Linked DNA regions of Gossypium hirsutum: region 2 is linked to region 1. A link is a contact called in public Hi-C data. All regions are on one chromosome and are shown on one strand. Each heading gives the region's core, a stretch centred on a gene start, on an enhancer-like site or on the middle of the called end of the contact. The rest is flanking DNA. Distances are from core to core; before and after follow the strand shown.

Region 1 (7,926 bases), core at 3,586-6,085:
ACATGTGCTCATGTTTGACTTTCCATAAACCCTGCAGCTGTTCAACAACAAAACAGAAGCTAAGCTCCTTCACTTGAAATGATAATACTTCAATAAAATGAAAATAAACAACACAGCTCCGAGATTTAGGCACTATTATTATTTTGGTCAACCAAGATTTAGGCCCTTATTGAAGCCCGGGAATAGCAACAGTTGAGCTATAGTTTGTCCAGAGACAGTTTAGTTTGTCCCAGGTGACAGGCCAGCCAAAAGAGAAGAAAAATTTTCTTATTTTGGGGGCAAAAGATTGGGTTTAGGAAGCATGACAGAGGTAGAGAATAGGTGTGCGTTCTAATAGGAAACTCCATTAATCATATTAAATACTCATCCCTTTTAGAACCAAGTTAAGAAGGAAAATTATAAAACTTTCTTGTTTGGAAAATTTTTAGGAAAAAGAGAGAAGGGACAGTGCTTCCATGCAGAACCAAGTTGCTAAGGAGACAAATTGCCCGAAGGCTAAAACTCTGAAGCATTAACCTAGTTTCAGCATTATCATCCAGATTTTTCTTTCTGAGAAAAATAACATCAACAAAGCAACAATAAACAGATAGAAAGTTGGATTACCTGCATACAAACGAGTTTCGAGTCACCTCGGACATGAATGTTCGTATAACCTTTTCTAAGAGCATGTTTCAACCCTAAAATTAGGGCGCGATATTCAGCAGCATTATTGGTTGCTATGCCCAAACCCTCGCGCAATTTGCAGATCTGTTCAAACTCAAGGTTTCCAGCATCATGGAAAGATTTATGTGTGGAAAAGGTCTAATTTTTAAATGGTTAATTGCATACCACATTTCCAGCATCAGTTTTCAATACAGCTGCTGCACCAGCAGGTCCAGGATTTCCTTTTGATGCACCATCAAACTCAAGAGTACAAGATTGCTGCCATAAAGACACAAGTATGGGCATCAAAGCCTATTTTCGGAGCAAAAAAGCATCACTTAATCTTGTTAAATTAATTCAGACACCTTTCTCTCTCTCACAAGAAACACTCTTATGTTGTTTGAGGAACTATATTCAATCATCTTGAATAAAATGATAAAAAAAACAATGTCCTTCAAGACTATCTGTTCAATTCTGTGAATGAAATTAATGTCAATATTCACCAACATAATCAACTGTCACTACCAAATCTACTTACATGACCAGAGGATGTTATTTGAGCTTCAGCATATGGATCCAACTTGACATGCTTTCTCGCAAGATCAGCTACGGCTATTGAACCAAGTGATCCCAGTCCTTACAAACGGTTAAAGGTAAAACACTGAAAAATAATGTCACACCCAAACTTGTTTAATATTAATAATGATGTGCTCAGGGAACATTAAAACTACTAACCTACCCCATACTCTAACTGAAGCATATCCTGTGGTCTCTTTTTGGTTGCATCATAATGAGATGTTTCACCTTTAGAAGAAGCTGGCTCCTGAAACATAATAAATAGAAACATTAGCCTTCAAATCTATAAAAGTCAATGTCTTCACCTTCTCTAGATGGTATAAAACAGCTTTTGTGATACAGTTAACATGTGAAAGAAAGAAACTAATCAAAGAACAAATAGATTGATCATCGATGGCCTCAAAACCTCCAAGCAGATCACATTAATTGGGAGATGCAAGTTTTAGGTGCAATTGCTGTCACAGGAACACATTCAAGCAAAACAGAGACATGGGTGCAGATGCAGAAAAAAAGGAAGACAACATCAAAATCTTTTCTTTTTTTCCGATAGACTTGATCAAACAAACAGCAAATTTGCAGTATGCATAAGGTTTATGCTCAAGGTCTCACCTGAAAAGGGCAGGGCATGAGCGCTCCAAAAATATCCTCTTTCACATCTGCAGCTCTAATAGTGTAGCGAGCATTCTTAAGCCCATAGGAAGAAAGATATATTTCAGTTTCCTTTGTTAAAGCGTAGCCTTTGTAGACACTGACTGGAGGATCACATATCTACTCCAAAAGAATAATAACATGTCAAAGTTAACAGAACAACGAAAAGAAGAAACACAGTATCTAAATTTGAAAGATTACTATGTTATTTGCATTACAATTATGTCATTTCATTGAAATCTAAAAAGCACATAACTATCAATATTGCAATATGGAATAACAAAGTATAGCACAACAATCAGCCTAAAAGTAAATCAACTTTAGGCGACATTAAAAAAAGGAAGAAGAATTACCGAGGATCCAACTTGGGTCTGACAATCAGCAAAGCTCTTGAAAACACCAACAACATCTCCCTTTCTCACTACAAAGAATGCATCTTTCTCGTTTTCCATCACCTGTGGTTGTTCAGGATCAACTTTTTTAGTCCCGGATGTTTTTTTGGTACTACTACTACTTTTCCGGGAAGAGTAACACTGAGTGCGAAATCTTGTCAACAAGAACTCTAGATCCACAGTCTTAACACTCGCGTGCTCAAAATTTCTTTTCCATAAGGGAACATGGCATTGGTTCAAAGAAGTTGAAATGAAATTACCAGTCTTTCTAAATAAAGCTGAACCATAAGCATGCATGTGTGGCAGGCAGTTCATCAGAGAGTAAAATTGCTCCACAGTTCCTAAATTTATAGAGTTAAAACAAATATAAGTTTCCAACTAAATAACTGATATACCGAATATCTGTGTTGAACGAATATCCGTGTCCAACACTCATATAACATATTTGTTAAATAGTATAAAGGTTAGGGCAAAAATTTCCTATCATACAATCCTAAACCCTAACTAAACAAACTTAACAAAAACAATGCCACAACCAGACCAAAATCATTAGCAAAGAATGCTGAATGCTTTACTTTTCTTATTAGTACAAAATGAAACATCAAAGTAACCAAAATCTCAATTTGAAAAGGAATAAGTCAATCGATAAGGAAACATGTAGAAAGCAGGAAGAACCCAAATTTTAATTTCTTTGATAAGCCCAAAGGACAACTAATTCAAACAAGTTCAAATTGATTTTAGTAACTTCATTTTCTATTTGTGCTTTTCGCTTCGGAAAATTATACAAACCCTAGGTCATTAAATCCTACAGTCCCAAAGAAAACAAAGAACCCCAAAAAGGGAGAAAAGAAATCTAGGCTAGAAATCCTAAGGGTCAATCTTGATTTTTCCTATTCATTTCCCAGAATTTCTCAACAATCAAACAGACTTTTTGTAATTATGAATTTCCATTTAGATATCTCACCAGCACTTTTCGTCTCCATCCTAAGTTAATAAAAGATAATTAAAAAATGTTTTAATAAAATTAAAATAAATAAAAAATTGCTTTCATCGGATCAACAACTCAATTAACAATTAAATTATACTTACATGCTCATTAAATATACTGATGCATATATTTGGGAGATAGTCCAAACATATACACATACTGCCATACGAATATACTAAACCCTAATATATGCATATCAAGTGCCTACTGTCAGATCATTAAGAAATATGAAAGACTGATTCTTATGTAAAGCTTAAAATATGGATTAAAACTTAAAGAGAAAAGAAAACCTGTCTATCAACAAAAGTCAATTAATATACTATTGCAAGTATATATGTTTTTTATGATCTTAGATATCATAGTAAACTCCATTAACGAGTGAAGAATCATGTGTAACTCTCACAATCTTGTCTGAGATTAGCGATCTCAAATCATGTGTAATACAAAAGAAAAAGAAAACAAAAGATAGTGCTCTCTTTTATCTTTACTCCGGTTTTGATAAAAATAGAACTTATTCCATGAATCTGAATCCCCCTAAATCTTCATGAATTCGATTTAAAATCCTATAAATTAATGTTTGCAATTTTCTTTTTTATAAAAAATCGGTATTATTTTAAAATCCAATAATAATAATATATTATAATTATTATTCTTATTCTTATTATTGTTGTTATTATTGTTCTTGTTCTTCTTGTTATTGTTTTGTTGTTATTATTGTTATTATTGTTATTATTGTTCTTATTCTTATTGTTATTGCTTACAGATTAACAAACCAGTGCAAAATGAGAGGGAAAGGGAGATTACAGTGGGATCCTCCCTAATGCACCACTGTTTCGTTTGTTCTTTCAGGGATTTTACTTTGGGAAATCAAGGAACTTCAAGATTCTATCAAACTTCAAAGCAATAATAAACGAATTTGTCATTCACATAGCAGAATATACACTGTTATCCCACTTTTTCTCTGTACATTATCATGCTGGAAATTCCAAAGTTCATACCAACAAAATATATATATATCTGCAGCAAACAACTATTTAGTTTGATATTTACATAACATACAAATTAAGCACAAAGGGATAAATGATGGGCCCATAACAGTGAAATGCTCGGTCAGGTTTGCACCCGGCACCCAAAATTAAGTCTAAGCGTAGTTATCAGAGAAATACTGGCAACTTGGAAGGACTGGTGATGATATTTAAAGCCTTACCTGAGTTGGGTTCAAGTTCTCAGTCCTGCCACAACAGTGGAAGAAAGCAACAGAGGAAGCAGAAGACAGGGATTGGGGCTGAAATCAGGTGGGCGCCGGCGACAGAGGAAGTGGGAGACGAAGTGGCCGCCGGAATGGAGACGGCTGTCGACGGAACTGATTTGGGATTAAGGGGGAGGGGAGGGGACTCGATGGGAGGCTGGGAGGTATACCTAAACATTAAAATAATTAAAATATCAGTATTAAAAATTTGGGACGAGCCTGAGCCAAGGTCTGGTCCATTTTGAAAATGGGTTTCGTTTTTTGTAATTTTTTAAACAAACTTTTGAGCCTGATTAAATGGTCCGATGCATTATCAAAAAAATCAACAAAGTAAACAAAAGAGAAACTGTGAAAGGGTTTTGATGAATGAATCCTTAACTTGCTATTTTATTCTGAGACCAAATCCGTTTTTCCAAATAGAGATTACAGTAGTATCATAATTCTATTTACATAACTGCTTTAAAATCTCAACCCGTATCCATAATTGCTTTAAATTTTGAATATCTCTTTAAACCAAAGTATTTCTACTATCCGAATTAAAATATGATTTAATAAAATTATATATGGAATATTCAAATTTAGTAAAGTCAAATAATGGATTCCAATCCATTATTTGTAGAAGTCAAGTAGATCCAGATCACTCCCCAAAATTTTTAGAAATTTTTATTTTTTCCCTTTAATTGTATTTCAAATTTTAATTTACATTATTCCTTTTAATTTTTTTTTAAATTTAAGCTCATCTATTTTTTTTAAGTTTTTAAAAATTTTAATTAGACCTTTAATTTTTTTTAAATAATCTTATTAAACTCCTAAAATTTTAGTCAAACTTCCCAAAATTTAGTCTCAAAATTCATCACTGGTTTGAGGGTTATTTTGTCTTTAATCAATGGTAACATGTGGATTGTAAATTAAATAGTCAAATGTTAGATAGGCTTCGATCGAGTTCATCGATATAAATTTAGTAGTACAATTGGATTCGGGGGAGCTAAATTATAAATAGAGAGAGGGACCCTCTTTTGTAATCAACCATTGAATTCATTTGTAATCCTTCATTAATAAGAGAATACTAATTGAGAGCATTTACTCAAGTACTTGGCGTACTTTTGCTTTATTGTGGTTATTTTGTTCTTTTGAGTTGCTTCCACTATATTGTCGGTGCCTTGGAATAATTCTGCAATAATCCTAACTTTGTGAGTGTTAGGCTGACTTAGGCGCATTTAAATCGAAGAAATCGCTTAAAGCCTAACGAATTGTGAAACAAAAGGTCTAACCCCATGACACTAAGACCATTTTTTTGAAGTAAACTACGATAGAGGTCACCCAATCATGAATGTTTCTTTTTTTGTCACTCAACTATGAAAAGTTAAAAAATGATCACTCAACTATTCAATTTTTTTTTCATCACTAACAGGATAACATATAAATAGAATCACCCAAAAATCTAAGATAGTTAAGTGCACAAAAAAGATAAAATTGAATAGTTGAACGACCATTTTGTAACTTTTCATATTTGAGGGACAAAAAAATCATGGTTTGATGACTATTAATGCAGTTTACTCTAAAAACTTATATAATAAATATATGGCTTAAGTGTGTAAAAAGCACTCAAACTTTTTAAAAGAAAACAATTAGTCATGCTTTGCCAAAATCCATCAAAAAGGCTCTTTGATTATTAATTTTAGCAGTTGACCACTAAAATTAATGGTCCTCCATCATTTTAGTTAACTCTACCAAGTGATGGAAAAATGATGAAAATCAATAAAAATTAAAAAAAATCTAAAAACTATAGAAATTTATTAAAATATAGAAAAGTTTATAAAAAATCATAAGTTTTCCCTTATAAATTAATTGACTACATTTTATAAATTCTAAAGTTATTTTTTGTGTCATGTGTCACATCGTGATTGTGACATGTGTGAAAAAAGATAAAAATTATTAAAATCAATAACAACGATAAAAATACATATATAGATATAAAATTATTAAAATTTTATAAAATATATTAAAAATGTAGAAAAATATTTAAAATTTATTAAAAATATTTCAAAAGTTTTTAAAATCTTTTAAAATTTTGTAAGTGTTCATACAATTTGTAAGACATATAAAAATAATTTAATCATCTTAAACATAAAAAATAGTGGCATTATCTAAATTGCTTACTCCCCACCACAACCATTTTTTAAGTTGTTATTCAATGATGGGGTAGGCTTGGTAGATTTCAGTCCAAGTACTTTGAAATCGTTGGTGATGGAGAAGAAGTTGGAAGCAAGTATCATAAGATTTTGGGGTAGTTCTTCATTATTTTTGAAAAGTGCTTTTGAGAGTGTTGTAGAAAAGTGCTTTTGAGAAGTGCTTTTGAAAAATTTGAGTGTTTGGTATTGCTGTCAAAAAGTACTTTTAAAGAATAAAATGTCCATTTTAGACATGATATTATAAAGTAACAAATATATATTTAAATAATGTTCAAATTAGTTAATATTATGACATTTTAGCAAAAATATAAAAAATAATTTATTATAACTTATTGTTAATATTTTAATATATAATATTAATTTTAAATATTTCTAAGTAATTCATATTAATTATTTATTAAATTTAATTAGAATGTATAAACTATATTTAAATATTTAAATATTATAATTAAATATTTGTAATTAGATATTGACACAATTGTATTATTATAAAAATTATTTTTTTTATTTTTAATTAATGCTTTTAACATATTTGTATTTTTTTATTTTAAAATGTATTTGAATATATAACTCATATTAGATATTAACATAACATAGAAAACATAAACCTAACAAATTAAAATATTACATATATTTAGATTAAAGTTTTAAAAAGGGATAATATTTATATACCAAATATAAATACTAAAAATTTTACAATAGCACTTACAATTTGAATATAATGTGCACTTGAGTTGTAAATCTAGAAAGTGTCTGAACAGAAAGTGTTTGTCAATGGACTTACTTGCCTGAAAAGCTAAACTTGAAGAAGCCAAGGAAAAATGAAAGTATACTACGCACAAACAACAGAATCAGTGCAAAATTTCCACTGGCGGCCAATTGTGAATGTCAAAATATTTGATTCATATGCATGGCTTAATTCTCAAACTTATTGAGCTAAAAAACAATACTTTGAATCAACAAGAAAATGGCAGCTCTGAATCAATGGCAACTCTCATCAAACCATGTATGTCATGCCCACTTGCAAGATATTTATGTGAGGTACACTCATATTTGCCACACCAACTCGACAGTTTCTCCGCAGGAACGCGTAGAAGTAGTTTATGACGAGTTTCTTGAGGAAAAGGGAGTTCTTTTTTGCCCTCACATCTCCATTGGTCAAGAAATAAGTAAATCCTGAATCTATTGCTTGTCGCAGTGCTGATAGCTCATATTCCAAGCCTGGGTCTTCATCCGATG
Region 2 (7,926 bases), core at 2,379-4,878, 520 kb before region 1:
TATGATCATCTGGAGGTATTGAAGAAATTTTTTTGAGCATACTCGTGTTGGACATATCAATTTTTTACGCATGCCCTTGTTCAGTGAACATAAATGAAAACCATCCTTTTAAGCGGACATCAGCATTGGTAAAGAAAATTATAATCAAATTGTAGTTTCTTTGACCATCCTAGATTTTCTGCAGCATCTGTCACATTTGTATCACTGTTGATTCATTTCAATTATTCATCGGAAGTGTTGCGATTGCTTGACTTGACTCGTCATTTAATTTGTCCTGCAGAAGACAAATTACGGAACGTGGATTCAATACAAACAAAGCTGGCTTCTCAAACCCTAGAGGCAAATGAGAACTGTGAGAGGCTGGAGTCTAGTTTCGGAGATGGAAACCAGCAAGAAACTTGTACAGAATGGTGTGATGTAATTGATGGGAGTGGATCTAAGGAGGCTAGAATGTCGGGTGGCGAGTTTTCTAAGCAAGTAGAAACTGTAAAGCAACTGTTTGTGGAGTGGACGGAAAACTACGGGATTCCAGAGCTTGAAAGACTGTACAGTCGTATTATGAAAGGCATTTTTGAAAGTAGGGAGAAAGGAGTCGGAGATGATCCCAAGCCTTCAATTTTGAAGTTTTTAATACAATTTGCAGAGGACGAGGCAAATTTCTGATCTCATATGTCCTCTTCACATGTTTTTTCTTTTTTTTAATAGGTAGGCTGTTGTCAAGTCGTAATTTTCTCTTTTCAATCATATTAGCCAGTGGAAGCAATCTCTCTCTGCCTCAAGCCTGATATAAAATATATATGAATATCCTCATCATACTCTGCAGTTAAGCAAAATAATGCGATATATGGTTAAATTGTTAAAATATTAATCGTATAAAAGAAATTACAGAATGATATAAAGTTAATTTTTAAATGGATTCTCCTTAAAAATATATACATTATTGAATACATTCATATTTGGGGTGTTTGAAGTTGAACGAGACATCTTCGATGGTTTAGGTATTTTAATTGATCGGGTCTATGATCATGTGAGAATTCAGACAGATAGTCTTGAGGCTATTAAGGTTATTCAGAAGAGTCAAAAGGGAGGATCTAACTCGACTGTGATAAGGAGGATTTTTCACTTATTATCATAGTTTGATCATTGGAGTATTTTAGAGGGGATAATCAGGAGACTGATGGCTTGGTAGCTTGGTCAAGCTAGGGGGAAGCCATGAATTACAAATTTATGAAGTTTCCCCACTTGTTCATTATAAAAAAAAAAAAACTTATTAAATTATGTTTTAATTATTAAAATTTAAAAAGTTATTAATATAATCAATTTGTTATATTTTAATCATTAAAATTGTTAATAATATAATTAAAAGATAGTGTGACATGTTATATAGTCATTTCAAACAAAATTGAAGTCCCTAATCTAGCTATTAACAACTAATCTCGGAAACATTGTACCAAGCCTGGAGGAGGCGCTTCAAAGGTACAAAATCCTTAAGCAGTTGATGTGAAACTTCATTTCGCCAACTAACCTGCAGCAAAATTCTTCTTTATTTTCTCTTCTTTTTCTCTCCTCTCTTTCATAACCCTAGACATTACTAGTAAAATAAATCGATAATAAACGATAGGTTGATCAATAAACTGATCTCTGCTGCAAAATAAACCAAATCACCTGAAAATAACTTAACTTTTGGATTAGATGAACATAAGTAAGGGATGTATATCAGGGCTAAATCTGAGTAAGAAATAAAATTATAGTATTAATCTCAGATTTTTTAAAAAGCCACAGAACATATATATAATTTTAGCTTAATATATACGAAGCTACTTAAATTCAGCAGTTTGTACCTACTTGTTATCTATCTTTCTTTTTTTTTTTTGGATCTGGTACATAAACTTAAAAATTGTGAGTCAAGTTTGTACTTTTTATTGGTACCAGACTAATACCGTATGGGTGAAGCCAAGAATTTTTTTAGGGAGGGTCGAAATTAAATTGTAATTTTTACGATAGTAAAAATGCAATTTCATAATTTTAATAACTTATATCTTTATAATATTTAAAGAATTAAATCAATTTTTTATCATTTTATAGGGGGTCAACGTGCAATTTTACCTTTACTAATTTAAATTTTAAAAATCTTAATTCTTGTGGTTCCGGAGGATCCTACTACAGGAAAACCAGGAATGACAGAGAGCTTTCCCCCCTCTGACTCTTTGGTCTTAAGAATGCTGGTTTTAAGAATGAGTGATTGCCCTTCTCAAACCCTTACTGCCCAACCTGAGAGCGGACAACTAATGCATTCCACTTATTGAACAGGGTTCTATGGTCGGTCCGTGACCCCTAGATACCGAAGGCGTCCTTGGGGTGATCTCGTAGTTCCTACGGGGTAGAGACGATAAGGTTGGTCCATGGATTTTCCTTCATTTTGCCGCATTTTGCTCAAAGGGTTGAAGAGAGATAGTGCATCAAGCTGTTCGCAAGGGCCAACTTGATCCTCTTCCCCAGGGATCCCAGATGGGGGAACCTAGGGGAGCCGCCGACTCCAACTACTGTCCATGTACGATCTGGCCCCTACCAGTCCCCTAGATTCACCTTTAAATACCATTAGATTTTAAGTTGGAAGCCAATAGAATGTTAACACATGTCATAAAATTAATAAAAAATTTCTTGAAAATTTTAAAGAATTAAAAATAGGAATTTTTTTTATATATTTTGTATGCATAATCAACCTGAACATAATGTTGTCTGAAATCATTTGAATTTGGACAACTGTTTATCCGAATTCATTCTGAATGTTCTTTTAGTAATTTTTATTTTTATAATTTTAAAAAAATAATATTACTTTTTTTAAAAAATAAACTCATGCATTTTTATAATTTTTTAAAAATATTTTTAGAATTTATTTTAAATAAAAAACAACCTTTAGAAAACAAATTCATTATTGAAGTCAGAACAAACTAAATTAATATACATTTACCCGACCAAAATTAAATGAAAGTTAGCAATACAAATCACACATTCATGATACGAGTGTAAAAATAAATATATTTATAAAAATTGATATAAAAAAATAAATAAGATTTTAGTTAAAAAGGTAATATTATTAAAAATTATAGTGTCTTAAGTTCCAATCCATTATGTGGGTGTATTCTTATTTTTTATATAAAAAGATAAAAGTATTCTCGAAATAATATAAATTACTTTATAAGAGAATGATATTTGAGTCATTATTCAATTGAGTTAAGGGTAATTAAAGATTTAATAGTATAGATAGCAACTCATTGGAAGCTTAAAAACATTAAATTCTGTTACTTCTAATTTTTTGTATACAATAATTACTTCTGTTACCCTTAAATCAGAAAATTACGATAAGAATGATATAATGTGAGGACAAAAACAAAAAAGATTTGAGATGGAGATAGATATATAAGGAGTGGATATGTAGAAGATTGAGATGCATGCTACAAGTAGTAGAGACTAACATCTAAAAAAAGAAAAGAATTCCAAAATTTGGATGTATTGAAAACCATAATCCACGATATTTTAAACTGTCCTAAGAAAATGTCGGGGACAAATCTAACAAAAACCATCAACTTTCTTCTCAATTTCTTTCAACTTCTCTAATCATAATAATGCTAATCATTTTCATCTTTTTTACAAAAAAAACCCAAATTTAGTGGGTTTTTTTTTCTGTGCAATTTGTTAGGGTTTACAATTTTCCTTCTAAAATATTTAAAAAAAAATTATATTTCTTTCCCGGGATGTTTATGATTCCAAGATGAAACCAAACCAAACATAACAAAATCGATTGCCACGGTTCTCATTGCCGTCGTCGCCGCCATCACCGCAGCCGCCGTCTTCGTCCAATGGGAAGTTGCATATCGGCACCAAGAAAGCTAGTAGGTATAATATCAAAGAGATGCGAGTATAGATACAAAGCGAAAGGGAAGGCGAAAGCAAAAGCTGCACGTTTTTGTCAGGATGGTAATACGGGGAAATGTATAAACCTACGCACTAGGGTTTTGAAGGAATCATCGGGATACAACATCTTGGGAAGGTACAAGATGGGAAAAGAGTTGGGCAGAGGCGAGTTTGGGATCACCAACGAATGTTTCGACATAAGAACGGGCGAAGCGTACGCTTGCAAGAAGATATCCAAAGCCAAGCTGCGGACTGAGATCGACGTGGAAGACGTTCGGAGAGAAGTTGAGATCATGAAACATTTGCCTAAGCACCCAAATATTGTGGCCTTTAGGGAAGCTTTTGAAGATAAAGAAGCTGTTTATCTTGTAATGGAGCTTTGCCATGGCGGTGAACTTTTTGATAGAATCGTCGCTAAAGGTCATTATACGGAACGAGCCGCCGCTAAAGTTGTAAAAACCATTTTGGAGATTATAAAGGTAATGGTTGAATATATAATTTCATGAAAAATAGGAAATTATCTTAGAAACATGAAATTAATTTATAATATATGCAGGTCTGCCATGACCATGGAGTCATACATAGGGATTTGAAACCAGAGAATTTCTTGTTAGCAGATGGAGGTGAAACTGCCCCAATTAAAGCAATTGACTTTGGCCTATCCACATTCTATAAACCCGGTGAGCTTATGTGAACCTAAAAGGGATAATTTCATGAATGCCCCCTGTATCTTGGGGGTTGTTCTATTGTTGACCTTTCACCATCTATGAGTAATTTTCCCCTTTTAACAAAATTAAGAAAATGAATGGAATTGGCAGGTCAGCTATTCAGTGACATTGTTGGGAGTCCTTATTATATGGCTCCCGAGGTTTTAAGAAGAAACTATGGGAAAGAAGTTGATATTTGGAGTGCTGGTGTTATCCTCTATATCATGCTTTGTGGAGTTCCTCCCTTCTGGGCTGGTTGGTAAATTTTAATTCTAGGATACTGTATTTGACATGGTATTGTTGCTAAGAGTTTGAAAGGGAATTGCAGACACTGAGGAAGGCATAGCGCAAGCAATAATAAGAGGAAAGATAGACTTTGGAAGGGATCCTTGGCCTAAAGTTTCTACAGAAGCAAAGGATATTGTTAAGAGAATGCTTGATCCCAATCCTCAATCCCGGATGGCCGTTCACCAGGTTCTCGGTACGTTGTCTTATGTTACATCCATTTAATTATGTGTAAATAAAAATGTAAAATGGGCATGTTTTGTTATATGAAGAACATCCATGGATTCAAAACTTGGAAAATGGTCGAAATGTTGATCTTGGAGAAAACGTGTGTACAAGGATTAAGCAATTCTCGTTGATGAATAAGTTCAAGAAGGAAGTTCTTAGGGTAAGACCCTCCCTACCTCTATGTTTTAATATGCTGCTCTCTTGATGCAAAAATTGTGTTTAGAGGTAAAAACTTGCAGGTGGTAGCAGACAACTTGCCGAATGAACAAATCGATTCAATTACAGAGATGTTCCATATGATGGACAATGATGAAGATGGACAATTATCGTTGGAGGAGCTTAAAGATGGACTTCAAAAGCTTGGACATTCTGTTTATCATCCTGAGGTTCAAATGTTGATGCAGGCAGTAAGTTCTTTTTTAATAATAATAATAATAATAATAATAATAATAATAATAATAATATTGGAATATTATTTACATGAAAATGGTGTACGTAGGCGGACATGGATGGAAATGGAACACTGAGCTGTGATGAGTTTATAATAATGGCGGTTCACCTGCAAAGGATCGGCAACGACGAGCATTTGCATGAAGCATTTAATGTGTTCGACAAGAACCAAAGTGGTTACATCGAATTTGAAGAACTGGAACAAGCTTTGCTCCATGACAACCTTCATCCTCACCTTATCCAGAACATCATGGTCGAAATCGACAAAGATAAGGTACCTTTTCCCTTCCACTCATCGCCACCTTTACTCACTTTTTCATTAACAACAATGTTTGATTTTGTAGGATGGCAAAATCAGTTACGCAGAGTTTAAGACAATGATGCTAACAGGGATGGACTGGAAAATGGCTTCTCGACAATATTCCAGAGCATTGCTAAATGCTGTCAGCACCAAAATTTTAAGACAATCAGGCCAATTAAAATGATATGTATACAAGTGGATTTTTTCTTCATGCATTCCTCCCGCTCCAACACAATTAATCTCAAACTATAATCTGTAATTATACATAAGATTTTACTACAATTTTTTATTTTCTTTTTAAATTTTCCCACAAAATGATAGAGGAATATTGTACATCCGAAAATTGTAAGAAATTATATATTTTGTATTCTATCATATCACAAGCTACAACAATATTTAAGAAAACATTACAACGTCACACGCTTATATTTGTGACAAGTGTGTATCACATTTGAATGAGACATCAACATTTTTATATTAAAATAAATAGTTTTCATGTTCGTGTGTTGCACCTCATGGGCTGGGCTGGGTTTAATCAAAATTTTAGGCTCATTTGTTAGGCCTAGATTTAGTTCAGCCCGAAAAATGGGTTTAGACTTTTGTCCAAGTTCGACTCGGATAAAAATATTAAAACCTGGGCATGACCCGCCTATATTAATTTTTTATAAAATATAATAGATCAAAAATACTAAAAATATTAAATTAAATATTTCCCAACAAATTGAAAATAAATTTTAAAAATATGTATACTTAAATGACACTAAGATAAGTGCAACTTAATAAGCAAATGCCTCTAAAATAGTAACAAAATTAACAATAAAACAAGAGTTATACAATAACAATATAATAGTGAAATGGTAGCAAAATAGTGAAAAAACAACAAGAAAATAACAAAAAAGTAAATTTTTTACATATTTGTCCCAGACTGGGCTCAGAGTAAAAAAAACCTTACTCAAAGCCCGACCTGTTTTCTAAACGAGCCTTATTTTTTGCTCAAACTTATTTTTCGGGCGGGGCCAAGTGACTTAACCGAAGAGAAGCCTAGTTGCACCATGTATCTTATTTAATTTTTACTTGAATTATAAAGTGAGAATAATAATTGCAACTTGGTTTATTAATAAAGTTTTAAAAATAGACAAAATTATGTTTATTATTTTGATATGAAAATAATATTTCAAAGGCAGTTTGAGAGTATTATTTAAAATGATATATCAAACATAAAACGAAAATACTTAATTAGGAAAAATAAAAGGTGTTAAATGTATGAAAATGCATATAAGTAATAAAATATTTAACAAGTTTTGTGTTGTGTCATATTTTAAAAAAATGGTTATAATGGTAATGCAGGAATAAATAAATTTGATTTGTTATCATGTGTAGCGACATTCATCTAGGAGGGGGGCTTTTTTTTCACCAGTAGAGGTTTGGCATGACTCTACCTAGGGTAGGTTTTTAGGGCTCATTATATGCGGTTTGGTTCTAAAATAAGGGTACCTGAACCAACAGATTCCTCGATCCTCACCCATTATTGGCTCATACGGACCGAGTTCAGTTCAGGGGAATACATTTCCCTATGGCTATACGGAGATGAAAATCTCACGAAGACATAGGTACGAATGTATCCCGAAAGCAATCCACTACCCTATACGGAGGTGAATACCTCATGAAGGAATAGCTTCTCACTCCCACAAAATGAAGGATGAAATGCAATGAAGGGATCGTAACTTTAAACCAAATTATCGATTTTCGACAAAAAGACCAAAACTAACCAACTCACGGCTTGACTCTCTTATTTTGTCCCCAGTGGAGTCGCCAAGTTGTCGAAACCTTTTGTTTTGAAATCGACTTTATTTTAAAAAACCGAAAATGAGAGTCACCACTGATCCTTTTTATGAGGTGTGATCGGATCATCTCGTAATTTGATCGTTTTAATAAAATGTTTAATTTACTAAAACAATGATTTTTGGTCTACAAAATTCAGGAAATGGGTTCGGGAGTCGGTTACGCACGAGGAAGGATTAACACCCTTGTAACGCCCAA

What was found. Hi-C and Micro-C count contacts between places; a contact is called where the count stands out from the background.
Region 2: a Hi-C map of leaf shows a contact between it and region 1, with 2.7 times the contacts expected there. The contact joins the promoter of LOC107903819 here to the promoter of LOC107903891 in region 1. A contact is called at or near these places in 5 of 34 Hi-C or Micro-C datasets (callus, hypocotyl and leaf).

Annotation. Positions count from the first base shown.
Region 1 is chrD05:50,968,586-50,976,511 of Gossypium_hirsutum_v2.1, reverse strand. It overlaps LOC107903891, which reads right to left and starts at 4,835. Exons shown (of 11, transcript XM_016830072.2): 1 at 4,454-4,835; 2 at 2,220-2,599; 3 at 1,828-1,986; 4 at 1,378-1,465; 5 at 1,181-1,278; 6 at 829-921; 7 at 604-747; 8 at 1-37. The coding sequence starts at 2,573. It also overlaps the pseudogene LOC107903890.
Region 2 is chrD05:51,485,022-51,492,947 of Gossypium_hirsutum_v2.1, reverse strand. LOC107903819 (calcium-dependent protein kinase 24) reads left to right here and starts at 3,628. Exons shown (of 8, transcript XM_016829989.2): 1 at 3,628-4,394; 2 at 4,472-4,595; 3 at 4,734-4,877; 4 at 4,951-5,103; 5 at 5,180-5,295; 6 at 5,375-5,542; 7 at 5,635-5,859; 8 at 5,930-6,342. The coding sequence starts at 3,861. The coding sequence ends at 6,070. It overlaps LOC107903820 (ATPase family AAA domain-containing protein At1g05910), which reads left to right. Exons shown (of 11, transcript XM_041092619.1): 11 at 281-763. The coding sequence ends at 663.